2 separate regions of the Columba livia genome follow, and region 1 is linked to region 2. Evidence: chromatin contacts called from public Hi-C data. All regions are on one chromosome and are shown on one strand. The core of a region is the stretch at or near the end of the contact, and the rest is flanking DNA. Distances in the headings are between cores, read along the strand shown. Region 1 overlaps LOC135579082 (a long non-coding RNA gene). Region 2 holds the start of RAB4A (RAB4A, member RAS oncogene family).

What was found. Hi-C and Micro-C count contacts between places; a contact is called where the count stands out from the background.
Region 1: a contact with region 2 is called in a Hi-C map of crop, with 5 times the contacts expected there. The contact joins the enhancer-like site here to the promoter of RAB4A in region 2. A contact is called at or near these places in 2 of 2 Hi-C or Micro-C datasets (crop and liver).

Annotation. Positions count from the first base shown.
Region 1 is chr3:77,200,322-77,207,467 of bColLiv1.pat.W.v2, reverse strand. It overlaps LOC135579082 (a long non-coding RNA gene), which reads right to left. Exons shown (of 2, transcript XR_010471479.1): 2 at 5,199-5,697. Among named protein-coding and RNA genes, the nearest start is that of RHOU, 6.1 kb to the right of the region's middle. Within about 2 kb of position 2,002, at least 1 of the 3 cell types and tissues checked has an H3K27ac peak away from gene starts, as active enhancers do.
Region 2 is chr3:76,975,287-76,982,533 of bColLiv1.pat.W.v2, reverse strand. RAB4A (RAB4A, member RAS oncogene family) reads left to right here and starts at 2,126. Exons shown (of 8, transcript XM_065057748.1): 1 at 2,126-2,370. The coding sequence starts at 2,340.

The sequences.
Region 1 (7,146 bases), core at 753-3,252, 230 kb before region 2:
CAGCTCCCAGGCAGGTGTTTAACATCCCTGCAGAGCCCTGCACATCAGGGGTGAGGATTTACAGCAGGAAGAGGGTGTTGGGAGCCACAGCTGCAACAAACCCACCCCTGGCCATAACCTGGTGATGAGCTTTCCTCCAACCATCAGCCACCCAGAGGCTCTGCAGGGCAGGGATGGATCCAGGGACCATATGGATCCAGGCTGTGAGGCTTCAGCTGTATTTATATTGGTCTTTTGTTCTTCCCAGCATACCTCTCACTGACACCTGCACATCTCCTGCATGGTGGGAATATTTACACATTTCTGCTGACAGCAGAGGTGCAGTGAGGGCCCGTTATCTGCACAGGGTGGGGCTGCAAAATTGAACCCCACTGAGAAGTGGAAGCCTGCTTATGGCCTTTCCCTAATTATTCTTCTCCTTGCTCAGTACCACCTCTGGTAGGAAGAAAAGAAATAAGAAGAAATCTTGGCCTCGTTCACTCTTCTGTTCATTAGTTTTAAATGAAAGAATAAAACCAGAAAGAAAAGCAACAGCTGATGGAGGTAATCGGGCCAGGCTGCTGGAGAAGCAGGAGCTGTGGGAAGTGGGAAGATGGCTGCGGAAAGCATCGCCTTGCAGAGAGCCCCAGATTTCTGGGGCTGCCTCTTCCCTGGGTCCCATTTAACGGCAAAACAGAGTACATGGGGTAATAATAGCAGCTGTATTTTGGGCTGGTTTAAGAGGCTGTACTTTCCCAGCTGCCTTTGGAACACGACGGCAGTGGCAGGCAGCATCCCTGCCAGCACAGCCCAGCTAAACCCACCAAAACAAGCATCCTAGCAGCCTTCTGGAAGAACTTGTTGGGTGAATTTTGTCTGTTTGTTTTCAATGACAAGTTTCTGAGGAAAACAGTAGCACTTTAAAACACACACGTACAGCCAAAAAAGCTTGTGGACTTTTCCCTCCTCTCTAGCAAATACTTTGCTACCTCTTTTAGAATGCCATTTCTATTGACGTAAAACAAAGATAAGAAATGTTTGCCTGCTCTGCCTTGCTGGGTGTTCTATGTGAGGCTTCTGGCTGATTTACCATGTGTCCCTGCTGAGGTCTCAATCCATTTTTGACTGAAAGTGCCCTGGTCCTTGCTTGGCTTATCATGCCGACACAGCTGGCAATCTATTAATCTGCTTCTCCCAATGCCTTTACTTCAGTGGGAAAGCACCGGTGCCTTTTAGTGGTTTGTATTTACAGCTAACCGAGGCTGGTGCTCAAGGCCCCTAGGTCACCTCTCTGTGAACACCTCTCTTCTTAATTGTTGGAGCAGGGGGAGGCCTACCAGTGATGATTTTCCCTTGTTCACATCTTTAATCTGAGGACTTCAAGACATTTTAAGAAGTATTTTCTCATCTACTGATAAACTGAGGCTCAATTTTCACTCTACAGAAGTTTTTCTGCAGAGCTATGCTTTTAGGCACATGAATTCTAGCTTGTTCCTCCCCACCTAATAGAGGACACTAGTTTGGCAAAGTTATGCAGCAAAAGAGTCCTTTGAATCTCATTCTCTTCAGAAAACTGTTTTAAACTAGGCTGGCTCGTAAAAATAAACCACCCTGGAAGGGTTTGCCTTGTAGAGCTGTGTTGGTTAGCACTGTACTGGAAAACTCTTTCTAATTACAACTAAATCCTCAGGCAGAGGGAGGTTTGTGAGCAGGAAAGCTGGGACTATAATGGCAATTTCCTGAGTCTGGCCTTGTACGCTGGCCAGGCGACACTCTGGCTGCTAACAGAATAGTTAGTGAGGGACTCACAGGTAGAGACACCAGGCTTGAAAGAGAAAAAATAAGTTACATTGTGGCTGGTTGCTACGTCTGATTATATTTACCTATTATGTTTGAAAAGTTCTGGCCTGGAAACCGGGGAACTGAGAGTTTTCATACCTTGCCTGAAAAAGAAGAGAAATGGAATGTCTGGGTGTCTGCTTTCTGGTATCCCAAACCTGTTTACAGTTGCTTTTCCAAAGCAGGTTTCTGGTGGGGTGAGGCACAGTGTGCTGAGGAGTACCTGCTCCTCTCCAGCTGCAGCTGCCAGCGCCAGGGAGGTGGGCTGGACTCAGCACTAAGCTGGCTTGGCTAAACCGGGGATCAGGGAGGCACCTGAGGGCCCCCACATACAAACGCCTGAGCAAGGACAGTGCAGATTTGGACGGTGGGGTTTGCTCTGTACCAAGGAAATCACGGCCTTTGTGTTCCTGTTTGTGTGTCACCACACAGCACTGAAAAAGCTGTGGCTTTTCTACCTCTGCTAAACTGCCCCCGAGCCAGCTGTGGATGCTGTCTTGCGATGCGTGCCCTAGAAGTTGGGCAGCTATCAGGGAAGAACAGCCTGTTCACTTTCAATAAAACTGACACTTGCACTGTCTTGTTCCAAGCCTTTAAATGCCCACCAAGAGGATCCTAGCAACTACTTTCAGAAAATTTCTTTAAATGCGGAAAAGTCTTTTTGGCAGCGGCCATGGGATTCTTCCAAGTTTGACACCAAGAGGAAGTGGCCAGCTCCAAAAGAGATAACACTAGGACCAATCATTGTTTTCCAGACTTCAAAAGTAACCAACTAAAAATGTGTGGGCCAAACTGTCCACAGAGGCACGTTAGCACAGATCCATGGGCTGGAGAAAGCTTCACTGGGAAGGGTAGGTGCAGAAGCGACCACTAGAGAGTCTCTGTAGAGCAGATGGATCTCTCTGCCACACTCACCTCCTGGCACAACTGACAAAAGTTAAGTCCCCCATTAGGAAGCTGGTCTCACTCCCCATGGAATGTGGGCTCATGCAAGGACGTGTATGGTTCAGTGAGATGTTCCCCTGGGGACATCCCACATCAGTGGGGAGGCGGTGAAGTTCTCCAGGGAGTAGTGATCTCTGTTCACCTTGGTTAGTGACCATTTCAGACCAATCTGGGCATATTTTACAAGCAGCATAAGATACTGCTCAGAGCTATGAAGGTATTTAGGGTCCTGGTTTTCTATGCCTAGGGGAGACACGGACTATCCACTCCCTTGCATTCTCTTTCCTCTTGCAATGTTTGCATTTGGGTTTAAGACATGCAAAACCATTCTCCTTCCACCTGCATCACTGCTGACTGTCTTCCTCTGCACTCTCTGCTCTGCCCCATCAGCCTGGGCTCTCACTGCCTCTTCCCAGTCCTCCAGCCAGGTCTGATCACATTATCCTCTGTCACAAATCATTTTCAAACCAGGACCTTATTCTTCAATGCAACCCCACATCCAGAATGCAAAGAGGTATCCTTGCATTCACTTTATAAATAAGTAGAAGTGTCAGCATTTTTAGGTCTGGCCTTTGAGGACTCCCTGATCCAGACAAAAGCTCTGCAGTTCCCATTGTGCAGCTGGAGTCTCCCCAGCACCTCCCAGCTCTCCCTCTGCAGGCATGGGAGATCAGGCTCCTTCATCTGCTGTGCCACCAGGATGGACATTTTGGGGAGGAAACACCAGGACTGGCAGGCTGCTCTGGAACTTGTCTCCCCTTTGAAGCAGCCCTGAGGCCTGACACTCTGGCAAAATGAGGGGTTTGGGTACAGTGTGCAGATGGGGTGCAGGGAGGGGGGTGATGAGTTTTGGTGCACACAGACTGTGGGGTTTCATCCCCATTCAAAAAGACTCTGGGTGTCTAACCAGCATGAAAACAAAGCAGAAGCCTGGCATAACCCTGAGAGAAAAAACAATAAAGGTCTTTTGGCTTGTGTAGAAAAGATTATGTCTGCTGTGCAGAAAATACCTCTCAGATACAGGCAACTTCAGGAATATGGATTATGACACTGAAGACTAGGGTAGGATTGTACACAGAAATGGTAGATTGCAGTCTAGGCTTGGGCATGAAGGCCACGGAGATGTACTTGCGGGGTCACATGAAGATGCTTGTAAATGCAGGTCACCTCAGCTCAAGCATGGGTGAGGGGTGAAGAGAGTGCTCACGGAAGGAATGAGACTAGGGAAGGAGCAGGAACCGGCAGAGGCAGCCAGCAGGGTTTCTTCCTGGGACTGCTAAAATGTCAGGAAGGCTGTGGTAGAAAAGTTACCCACAGGTCTGTCCTGATGGGCAGGGGGATGTGTAGTAGAAAGGAAAGTTTTTCCCAGCTGCTGAAAGAGCCCCTGGAGATCAGGAGAGTGCTGGACTGGGGTTTTGACGGCTGTTTTGGCAGTCCACCTGGGGAACTGGTGGTGTTGTGGCAGCTAAGGAAAATCTAATAAGGGGATTCACATAGGGGCTGACAGGCAATGTGGCAAAGAGCATCTGTGCTGCAGACACCATTTCTGTTTTGAGTGCTAGCTCTTCTGCTTCTGGCTCCTTGGAGACGTGTTTCTAAACTGAGCTGTTGTTTCTCTGCTCAGCTCTCTCCTCTGCCACCCTCACCATCCTCACCAATGTGCAAGTACACCACTCAAGCATGCTTTCTCCTCCTCCAGCTTAGTCCTTGGGTTTGCCTCCCTCTTTCCAGATTCCGTCTGTAAACTGGGGCTCCCGGGACCGGTTTGAAATGTGGTATGCAGCAGGGCAGGGGCAGTTCCTTCAAATGCTTGGCAAACAGGTATCTTTGTTATTTTTCTTACAGAGACATTTATCTGCCATCACCTAGATCTTAGCCAGTGTGTCCCCACCAGTGCACAAGTGAACTGCTGTGGCCACTGTCTGGTTCCTGCTCAGACCCAGCAGGGAGAGCCCTGGAAAGAGTGGCCTGTCCTGAGCAGAGCTCCCACCTCCGGTGCACCCAGAGGGGCGTGGGGCAGCCCAAGGGCAGTGAGGGGCTTACAGGACAAGCAGGCAAATTGGTGACAGTCACACAAAATACATGACATGCAGCACTTTTCAGCAGCTGTGACCCCAGACCAGCTGAAAAGTATTTTGAAAGCAAGATAAAGGGCTCACCTCCCACTGTGGTTCCCCTGCAGAGACACTGCAGGTTAGGGTTAATTTGTTTTCTGAATTAACTAGGAATTTGGGAGGCTTGAAGCAATTGTACCTTTTTTCTTTTTTTTTTTTTTTTAGTTTTAACTCAACAATCCTATTTGCCTGTGAGTATTTGGTAGCTTCTTCTCAACTGGAACTTATCTGGTGGGGCGGTGAGAGTTTATTGTGTTAATAATGTGTGCTGCTAACTGATCCCTTTCCCCAGGTAGTGAAAACTTCTCTGAGATTGAAATCTTGTGTGATGAAAATGTTCTTTAAAAATACCTGGAAATAAATAAATAAATAAATAAATATTTTAAATTACAAATCAAATATCTAATAAAAGCAGGAATATCTGGTATTTCTATAGCCCTTTTCCCTTCTAGTTCTCAAAGCACAGCTTCAAAAGCACTCCTCTGGCGTCGGAGCCATCGTTCATACAGGCTGCCTTTTCTTTCCCGGGTTGTTGCCCTTTCTTTGTTCCCTCATATTTCCCCTTTCTTCCCACCTCCCCTGCCACCAGCCAGCTTAGCTGTGTCACTATGATCGTGCTCTTTGGAAAATGAAGGGGTGCATCACAGATGGTTTTTTTCCAGACCTTGGGATTGCTCTTCTCAACAAAGAACAGGGTCTTGGTGACAGCCCTGCAGAGCAGGCTGTACTCTTCCCTTGAACAAGCAGCAGTGCATCACGTCATGCTCAGAGCGCGTTGCCTCACTCCCTTGCCTCTCCCCGTGTCAGGCTTTTCAAGTTTCTACAAGAAAAAAAAAGCAAGCTTTCATTCTACAAGGCCAGCATTCAGTTCATTTTTTTTTTATATTGCAGGGAAAATGATAAGCCAGGATATAACAATGACCTACTTCATGTCTAGATAAAATAATTTCCTCTCACTGTAATTTTTCTCAAAGAATAATATTTGACTAACGTGAGCAAGTAAGATAGAGCAAGAACTTTTCTGTGAACTGGCTGATAATAGACCAAATTCAGCAGTGAGACAGACAACTGCCACCCTGTTGACCTATGTGGAGTTAAGCCTCTTTATCTCCCAGCTCAGAGCTCTGAAAACAATTGGGTTCAAACCTGTAAGATGTGTGCATGTGATAGGGCTGAGGCTGAAAGCTTTGGAGACAACAGCTATCTGTCACAGCATCCCTTCATCAGCACACCCTCAGCACGGCTGCCCAGGAGCTGCTCTGACTTGCTGCTGTGGTGCAAACGGGCCGCCCCCCCTCTGCAAAACAACTGGTTAGCTCATCCTCTTACACAAAAGGCTACTGTATTTGGTAGGGTACATTACAGTATAGGGCAACCATGCCGCACTGAATCCACTCACGCCCCCCTCCCCAAGCACAGAAACAATGCGGACTGTTATAGCTATCTCACTGGAGCCTACTTAGCTCAATGCATTGACTGTATTTGTCTACTGAAGGTGTTTAAAAATGTGCATGTTGCATTTTTTTGCTTGCTGCATTTGTATGAAGAGCTTTCTCACATCATCTTTTGACACCATTCAAACGGATTGTCACCCAGTGCACATTGCCCACCCTCTCATCTCCCACCTACAGTTTTTCTTGTGGTTGTGCATCTTTCCTCTTAAATGAGTTCCCATCACAACACTGATACAGGCCACAGATTTTCTATTTGTCACTGCAGATAAGAGGTGACATTGCTCAGGCATCCTTGTGTCCTCAGCTGGGTCATATTCCATCCTGGTGTCAGTGATCACTGTATGTCTGCTCACCTTCAGCTGGCACACTGTTCAAAATGGACTGAAATTCATCTGCTGTCATGGCTTCAGCATGCCATGACACACTGCCCATGACAGCCAAAGCTGACCAGCATATGGTATTTACCATATTTACTATCAGCTTATTTACTGTCAGTGTATTTACCACATGTTGATTTCCAGCATCACGTGCCATTCCACAGTACTAACAAGATACACCATTTATGGGATGCTGCTGAGAGTAAAATATAGTTAAATTTTAATTATGGTTCTCCTTTCATTTCTTTCCTTGCAAAAATGTAGTATGAACCAGATCTGGTCTATTGACTTTTCTTCCATTTCTTGTTCTCCCAGGTTGAAAGTTCCTCTGGATTTCTAGAAATGGAGAACTACTGCCTGCTGGACTCTGGCAGGAGAAAGGTAACAAGCATCTGAGCATGATGATGGAGACTCCCCTTGATAGCTCTGCTCCTCAGG
Region 2 (7,247 bases), core at 877-3,376:
GTTTTTACGTGGACCAGGAGTTTCTAGCAGATGTAAACAACAGAGACCATAAATCAGAAGATGAATCAAACATTTCGCTTTGGGTTTTTTTTTTCACCTTCATACTAATATTCTAGCTGTTTACCTTTTGATTATTCAGAAATAATATTTTTATTAACATACAGGACCCTATATTCTCAAATTACTGAGGTATCAGCTATATATTTTCTAACCTAGTGTAAGCTTTATTATTCCTCAGTTTTACTCTTTGTTCTAATTTCATCTTCAAAGCAGAAATACTGAAACACCAAATCCTATTCATCTCTCATGTTATCCTGTCTTTGCTTTACCATTCTTCAAACCTCCGTCTTCCTCTTCAGTATTACTAATAGGTTTTATAGAAAGCTTTACAGTTTTCATGTATTTTACTGGCATGTACACATAAACTGAGAGTGGTTGGAGGCAGAGCAGTGTGGCATTAGTACAATGACATATTTATTAAATATAACCTCCCTGTATGTAAGCCCATCTTGCAAGATACACATAATAAAAAATAAGATCTGACAAGACTAATTTGTCTCTGAGCGTAAAGTGATGTTTATTCAGTGAAAAAATCTAAATCTCCATGTTCTCTTACTGATATAATATGACATATTTTTAGTAATCTGTAAAATCTGTCTACTTCCTTAGGGATTTTTCTGTTAATGCTTTTGGGTTGTTTGTTTGTTTTTAGCAAAAAATAAACAACATTACATCAAACTTGTTTAATGCCCAACGTAAGCCTCAAAACACACCATTTCAAGAGAAAAACCCTTTAGCCACAAAGCTCTCATCTGCAACATGCTGGGATCTGTGCAGCTCACATGAAGACCCGTCAGCTTCCTCCAGCATTCTGAAGAGCAGATACCCCAGATAAATGCTCATGTATGACATTTTAGACCTCAATATCGTCTGTGCATGAGGGCTATGATAACTTTGGGAACCTGTGTATATAACCTCTAATGACTGTTAATAGTATGAACTCATTAAGTAGTTGGTTCTTTGAAAACTGTAGCAAGTTTCTTTGTCCATATGTATCCATAACATCAAGAATAATCAGCAGATTCTCTGAGGGGTTCTTTGTGCTGGCTCAACGTGTCTTCTTTCACTGATTAGAGACAGGAACTTAAAAGCTGACCTTTGACCAGCAAAAGGCTCGGTAAGGACATGGCTGGGACAGGCAGATGCAGTTTCCCCTACAGCCTGGGAGATGCTGGGGAAGTGGAAAGAATGCGAAGTTGTGAGCAACGAGATTAAAAAACCAGAAATAACAGAAGAGCACTTTTTTAAAGGGCTGGCAGAAAGGAGAACGCGGAGGACACACAGAAGTATTGTCTGAGGAGGGAAAAGATAGACAGGCTGTTGTGGTAGAGTCCTGGTGCCTCTTGTGGCCAGACTAACCAAGATCACAGGGAAGTTAGTAAGACATCAAATCAAGAATAACGCGGATGAGGTGCTATTGTACTCAGGAAGTTTATTTAGTCAGTTTATCTGACTTCCCTTGGGGTTTATCTTGCAGGTATGAAAAGCAATGGTGAAGTCAGGGCTCTGAAAATAAAATCCTGGTTGATAGCTCACATATGCGACCTCCCTCAAAGATACTTACAGCAAAAGGTCCAGCCTTTTGCTGAAATGCTGGTACTTGGAGGGTGGGGGGAACGGTTATTTCAAATAATCTGGAGCAGACAATTTAGAAATAAAGCTGGACAGTGGGGTACAGTTTTCAGGAGGAACTGTCACCAAGAGGTTCTGCACCAGGGAGAAAAATGTTTGTATGCTCACTAGCAGGAAAAGTCCAGCGGGAATTGGCTCAGATTCTAGACCTGCTGCGTCTCCCAGGCGGAGCGGAGGGACACCGCTCCATCACACCAGCACCACCAGCGCAGACACCGGAGCCGCACGGGGCGCGTCTGGACGAGGGAGGTTTTTCCCCACACGGCCGCTCCCGGCGCGTGTGGCAGTGCGGGGTGTCACGTGGGCCGGGCTCTGGCCCCGCCCCGCCGGTCCCGCAGCCCCACGGCACGGCACGTGCGCCTTGTTTTGGTGACGGCCCCCGCGGGGGGGCGGAGCCGCCGGCCGCCAGCCCGCCGCGCCTGCGCGAGGAAGGCGGGGCCTCTCCCCCCCACACCGCGCAGCCGGCGGCGGGCGAGGCGGCTCGGGCGGGCGCGCCTGCGCAGCTGCGGCCGTTGGCGGCGGCGCTGAGGCGGCCCGGGCGCCCGTGGCTGCTCCGCTTTCCTGCCGGCCCGCCCGCTCGGCTCTGCCGGTCAGCGCCGTCCCCGGGCAGGGGAGCAGAAGAGGTGAAGGGGCTCGCCGCTCCTGAAATGTCGCAGACTGCCATGTCTGAGACCTACGGTAGGACCCGGAGGCGGGGCGGGGGGAACCCTCCTCTTCTTCCTCCCCTCCGGGAGAGCAAGGCCAGGCCCGGGCAGGCATCTCCTGAGGAGCCGGGTAACGGCCGTTGCTGAGGGAAACGGCGGCGCGGGGAGCGCAGGTGCGGGCGGGGCGGCTGTGCGGGCCTGGCGGTGTCTGTGCCCCGGGGTGCGTGCGTGGCCGGTTTTGCCCGTTCCTGTGAGCACCGCAGAGCCCTTCTACAGAATCACAGAGTGTTAGGGGTTGGAAGGGACTTCGAAAGATCATCTAGTCCAATCCCCCTGCCGGAGCAGGAACACCCAGATGAGGTTACACAGGAATGTGTCCAGGTGGGTTTTGAATGTCTCCAGAGAAGGAGACTCCACAACCCCCCTGGACAGAGCCTGGTCCAGTGCTCTGTCACCCTCACTGAGAAGAAATTTCCTCTCTTATTTAAGTGGAACCTCCTGTGTTCCAGTTTGTACCCATTGCCCCTTGTCTTATTATTGGTCGTCACGGTTGTTCCCCTCCCTTTGTGGCCCAGGCTGACACGACAGACGGCATTCAGACTTGTCTTTTGAGGTGTGGAGGCATTGACTCGAAATGTAAGTGGAACTAAGGTGAGGGAACTTAGACACTGCTTAAGTGAATTCAGAAGGAGAGTTGCAGTGCATGTTCTCTCGGGGAAGCTGTGCGTTTCTTTAATTTGAGATTATGTTCTTTTGAGGGTCAAGTTAGGATTTCAATCCTGTTGTCTTAGGTTTGCAAACATCAAAAGTAACTATGAGAATGAGTTAGGGGAAAAGATCAGTGAATATGTTCATATTGGCATGGATTTCTAACTACTACTGGTAGAAAAACATCTGAAGGAGTAAGTCAGAGTGCAGGCACTGATGAGGTGTGTCAGTGCCTCACAGGGAAGCATCAAAGAGGAGTCGAAAAAGTGAGCAGGGCTAGTATTGCTGGCTAGGTGGAGGAGGTGGGGACGTGTCTCAGTAGTACTCATTTCTCTTCCTTATAACTTGGCTTGAAGTAATTGTGTTTGCTTGATTCAGTTTGTTTTTTTCTCCCCTTCCCACAACATACAGTTCTGTAATATTTTGCATTATAAAAATGCCATGATACATGTACACATGTTCAAAGTTCATGTGGTAAGTTGTTGAAGAGTAGGACTGGAATTGAATACTGTGATAAACCCTTTCACGTGTCATTTTCTAACTTTGTCTGTTGCAACATTTTATCTTCAGTAGCTGTTCAGACTTAAGAGGTGAACTTGCGTCCTCTTGCTTTTAAAACAGAGTCTTGATAATAGGGAATAGTTTGGATAATTAAGCAAAATTGTACACAACAGTTCTGCCGACTGTGAGAGGGGCTGCCAGGGTCATTGGGAGTTCTCACTAGTAGGGTAACCTGATTGTGTCTGCTATGTAAGTCAGTTTATTTTCAATACCCTAGTCATCAGTACTTAAGATGTTTTGTCCCAACAGTTGGTGCTTCAGTGTACAGCAAATGCACAGAACTAAGGGACAAAATGAGGCAAGCAGCCTTTGAAGTGCAAATGTTAGGATATTAGGACCCAGCTTCTTTGTTCCATACTTTATTGAAACATGTAAAACATACATGTAGAAAACAGAGAGGTGTGCTTTGTAGATCTAAATTTGAGTTTGAACTAATTCTTCACGCTCTGAACTCTTGTGATCAAGAACTGGGATCACTTTGGCCATGCTTATAGTGGGATTGGTGGTCTCTAAGCAAATAGGTTGGTAGACAACCAGAGCTGACAGAGAGGGTTTCAGTGATCCTCCTTTTTTGATACTGTAATAGTAAGCAAGATAAATAGATGATTGTATCTTAGACAAGTACACTTGAACATTTTTTTCACTGTTCCAATGATGCAAAATACTTGGTGGTTTGCAATTGTTTTGGTGTCCTAGAAAAGAAGCCATTAACATTGGAAGTTTCCAGTTGTAGGTTCTTCCTTTTGTTTGTTAAATTCTTGGTTGGTATACTTCTCTTTGAGTTTCAATGTTTGTTCTATTCATACACAAGCTTAAAAAATCCTAAGCTGGAATACTTGACAGTGTCAAGGTTTAGGGTAAATAGAAGAATAAAAACTAAGCTGTAACATAAAATTTAACAATGACTGTACCATCTCTGACCATAACAGTAATCAGTATGTAATTTTGCGGTGTCCTGTCACATACGTAGCAGCCCAGTTGACAGTTCAAAGTATACAGTATGATGTGACAACATTGTGGATCTTCTGCTCTTGATGAACTCTCTGGGATTTAATGTTCTCACGGTCCTAAACAAAGAGTGGTCTGTTTCTGACCAGCTGTTACAGTGATCATCAAGGATGACAGAAATATTAGGGTAGTTTCCCCTTGGTGACTGAGATCAGTGGTTACTATATCACTTCAGTGCTGGAATTCCTGTAGCTTCTGCCCTTCTGGATGCTTATTCATGGATTGGATTTTTCTTCTCATCACCTGAGTTATGACCCATTGTAATTATGTAACCCCAAGCTTCTCATCCCATTCAGGGAGGCTCATAAAAGTGATTGGTTGGTTGGTTGTCTGTTTTTTCCCATGTCATTTTGCTGTCTGATGTTTATATTACTTCCATTTTGCTTTTCTTCCCTTTGAAAGGGGGATATTTTTTTCAATATTTTTTCACAGTCCATGAGGAATAAAGAAACTTTCCTCTGGTCTGTCCTTTCTGGCTATTATATTTCATTATCCACCTCAGTTAGTTTACATGTCTCTTGCTGTTTTCTTTTTTTTCCTCCCTGAGTTCTTTTCTCTGTGTCAAATTATATCTGCTTTGAAGCTTTTCTGTTCACCCAGTTTTCCCAACTATTTCTGTCCCTTACTGTGATTCTTATCTCTTCCCTCTTTTCAAGCAAAGTCTGTAGCATCTCACAGTCTTGGCACTAAATGCATTGTTCGCAATCTGTACTCTCTCTCCTGTAGATTTGTTTCATCAGTTGCGTATTTTCTGTTCTTAGCTTTCTAATCTGTTTATTCCTTTCCTATGTGATCAATGTATTCCACTTACAAAGCATCAAAACCAGAACAATCACGAATACAAGAAAATTCCATGTGTTGTGGGACTAAGTTCAGAAAGAACATTTTACTGCTGCTTTTGGGAGAGGAGGGTAATTCTTTAAGAAGTTTATCTTGTAACGTAGGAAACAAATCTCTTATTCATAGGAAAATTATTTTAACTTGAGTTTTCTGAGATGCGGTGACCTCTGTAGGTAGTTTCCATGTAAAAACAAGTGCACGCTTTCTCCTGTTTCCCAATGCAAAATGTAAGTGGTTTTGTGTTATGGTAAATATAAACTGAAATAAAAATAGTTAACCCTTAATAGGTAAATGCAAAACAACTTTGTGATTTGAAATGGTAGAAGGACAGAAGAAAAGCTGTACTATCTTTGAGTAAATGTGATATATAAAATTCCAGTCAAATTTCTTCAGTCCTTACTTCCCACTATTTTCTCCACCAGTGTCTGGCCACATAATTTTATCAATCTCTGTCATCGTCAGAGAATGTATAGTCTTCCTGTCCATTTAAAAATATTCCTTTTTGGTCTGGACAATCTGACTCATTCTTTTCTCCCCATCCCTACCACCTATCTCTGCATTTATCACCTTGGATTTCAGTTTATTTCAAATCTGATTTTATTGCTTTGAGACCATAGCTCTTTTGCTTGTAAGGAAACAGATCTTCCCTCTTTCAAGTATCAACGTTTATCTCTTCGACCTGTTTATCTTGTTAATGCATTGCTAGAGACAGGAGTAGACAGGGGGAGCAGCTCCTCTTTGCTCTCAGTCAGAGGCAGCATATGCCAGTAGGAATGCTTCAGAACACTCTTTCCTTATGCAGGCTTCTGCAAAATAGAAGGCTATAATGGATCTAATAGAAAAATTAGTCTTCTCTAATAGAAGACTGTAATAGATCTACCCACCAGAAAACTCTTTTTTCATGGCATGAATGAGAGACTTTCCAAAGTGTCAGCATTAGTGCATGTAAGTTCCATTCTTTATCAAGGAGTTGGAAGAAGACCAAACTGAGATTGAGGGTATAATTTGGGCACTTTTTTCCTGTTTTGTATTAGCAAGCATATAAGAAACAATTCTCATTACATTTTAAAGACTATGCTGCAGTAGCTCAGAAGCTGTTCAATTATTCTATCTGCTGCAGGCAATTTCAGTCAAAGGAGGAGGTTGGGTGTCTGGGGGTGGTTTCCACATCAGCTGTCTTTTTTGGTACTTGACTTAAAGCCCACAATTGGCTCCCTTCACCTTTCCCCCCCCCTCAGCTCCCCTTCCTCCCCAAAAACATATCGTTTAGCTGCTGGTGCATCTTTGGGGTGGAGCCACAGTTTTAGTCCTTTTCACCTATGCTAGAAAATGTTTTGTTTCCTGTACCCAGTTTGGGATCAGGTGATGCATGTAGCTCATGGGGTAGGGGTGTGTAAGTTGATTCTTTTTTTTTGCCTTATTTCCCTAAACAGCCATGGTATGCTATCTTAAATGCCTTTATGCTTTCTTTAGTGCATGTCATGTAACCAACCCTTTTTCCTTTTGGCACAGAGTTCAGTTTTTGTCCTGAATCCTTTCTGTATTATGCTGATCTACTGATCAGCCTGTAAGTACAGGCGAAGCGCTTCAAATTTTCTAGTCCTTTTCAGCAGCCAGCATGGTAGCAAGCATTTGTAACATCTGAATGATGTTGCTTCTCAGCTTTTTCCATGAAGGAGGAAAAACAGGATTCAAAAGAAAAACTTATCTAGGGTGACAGCCTTGGCAGCTAATTGGAATGTTGAAGCTCAGAGCTGCTTTGTCAATTGGGGAAAAAAAGCTATGAAATGAAGT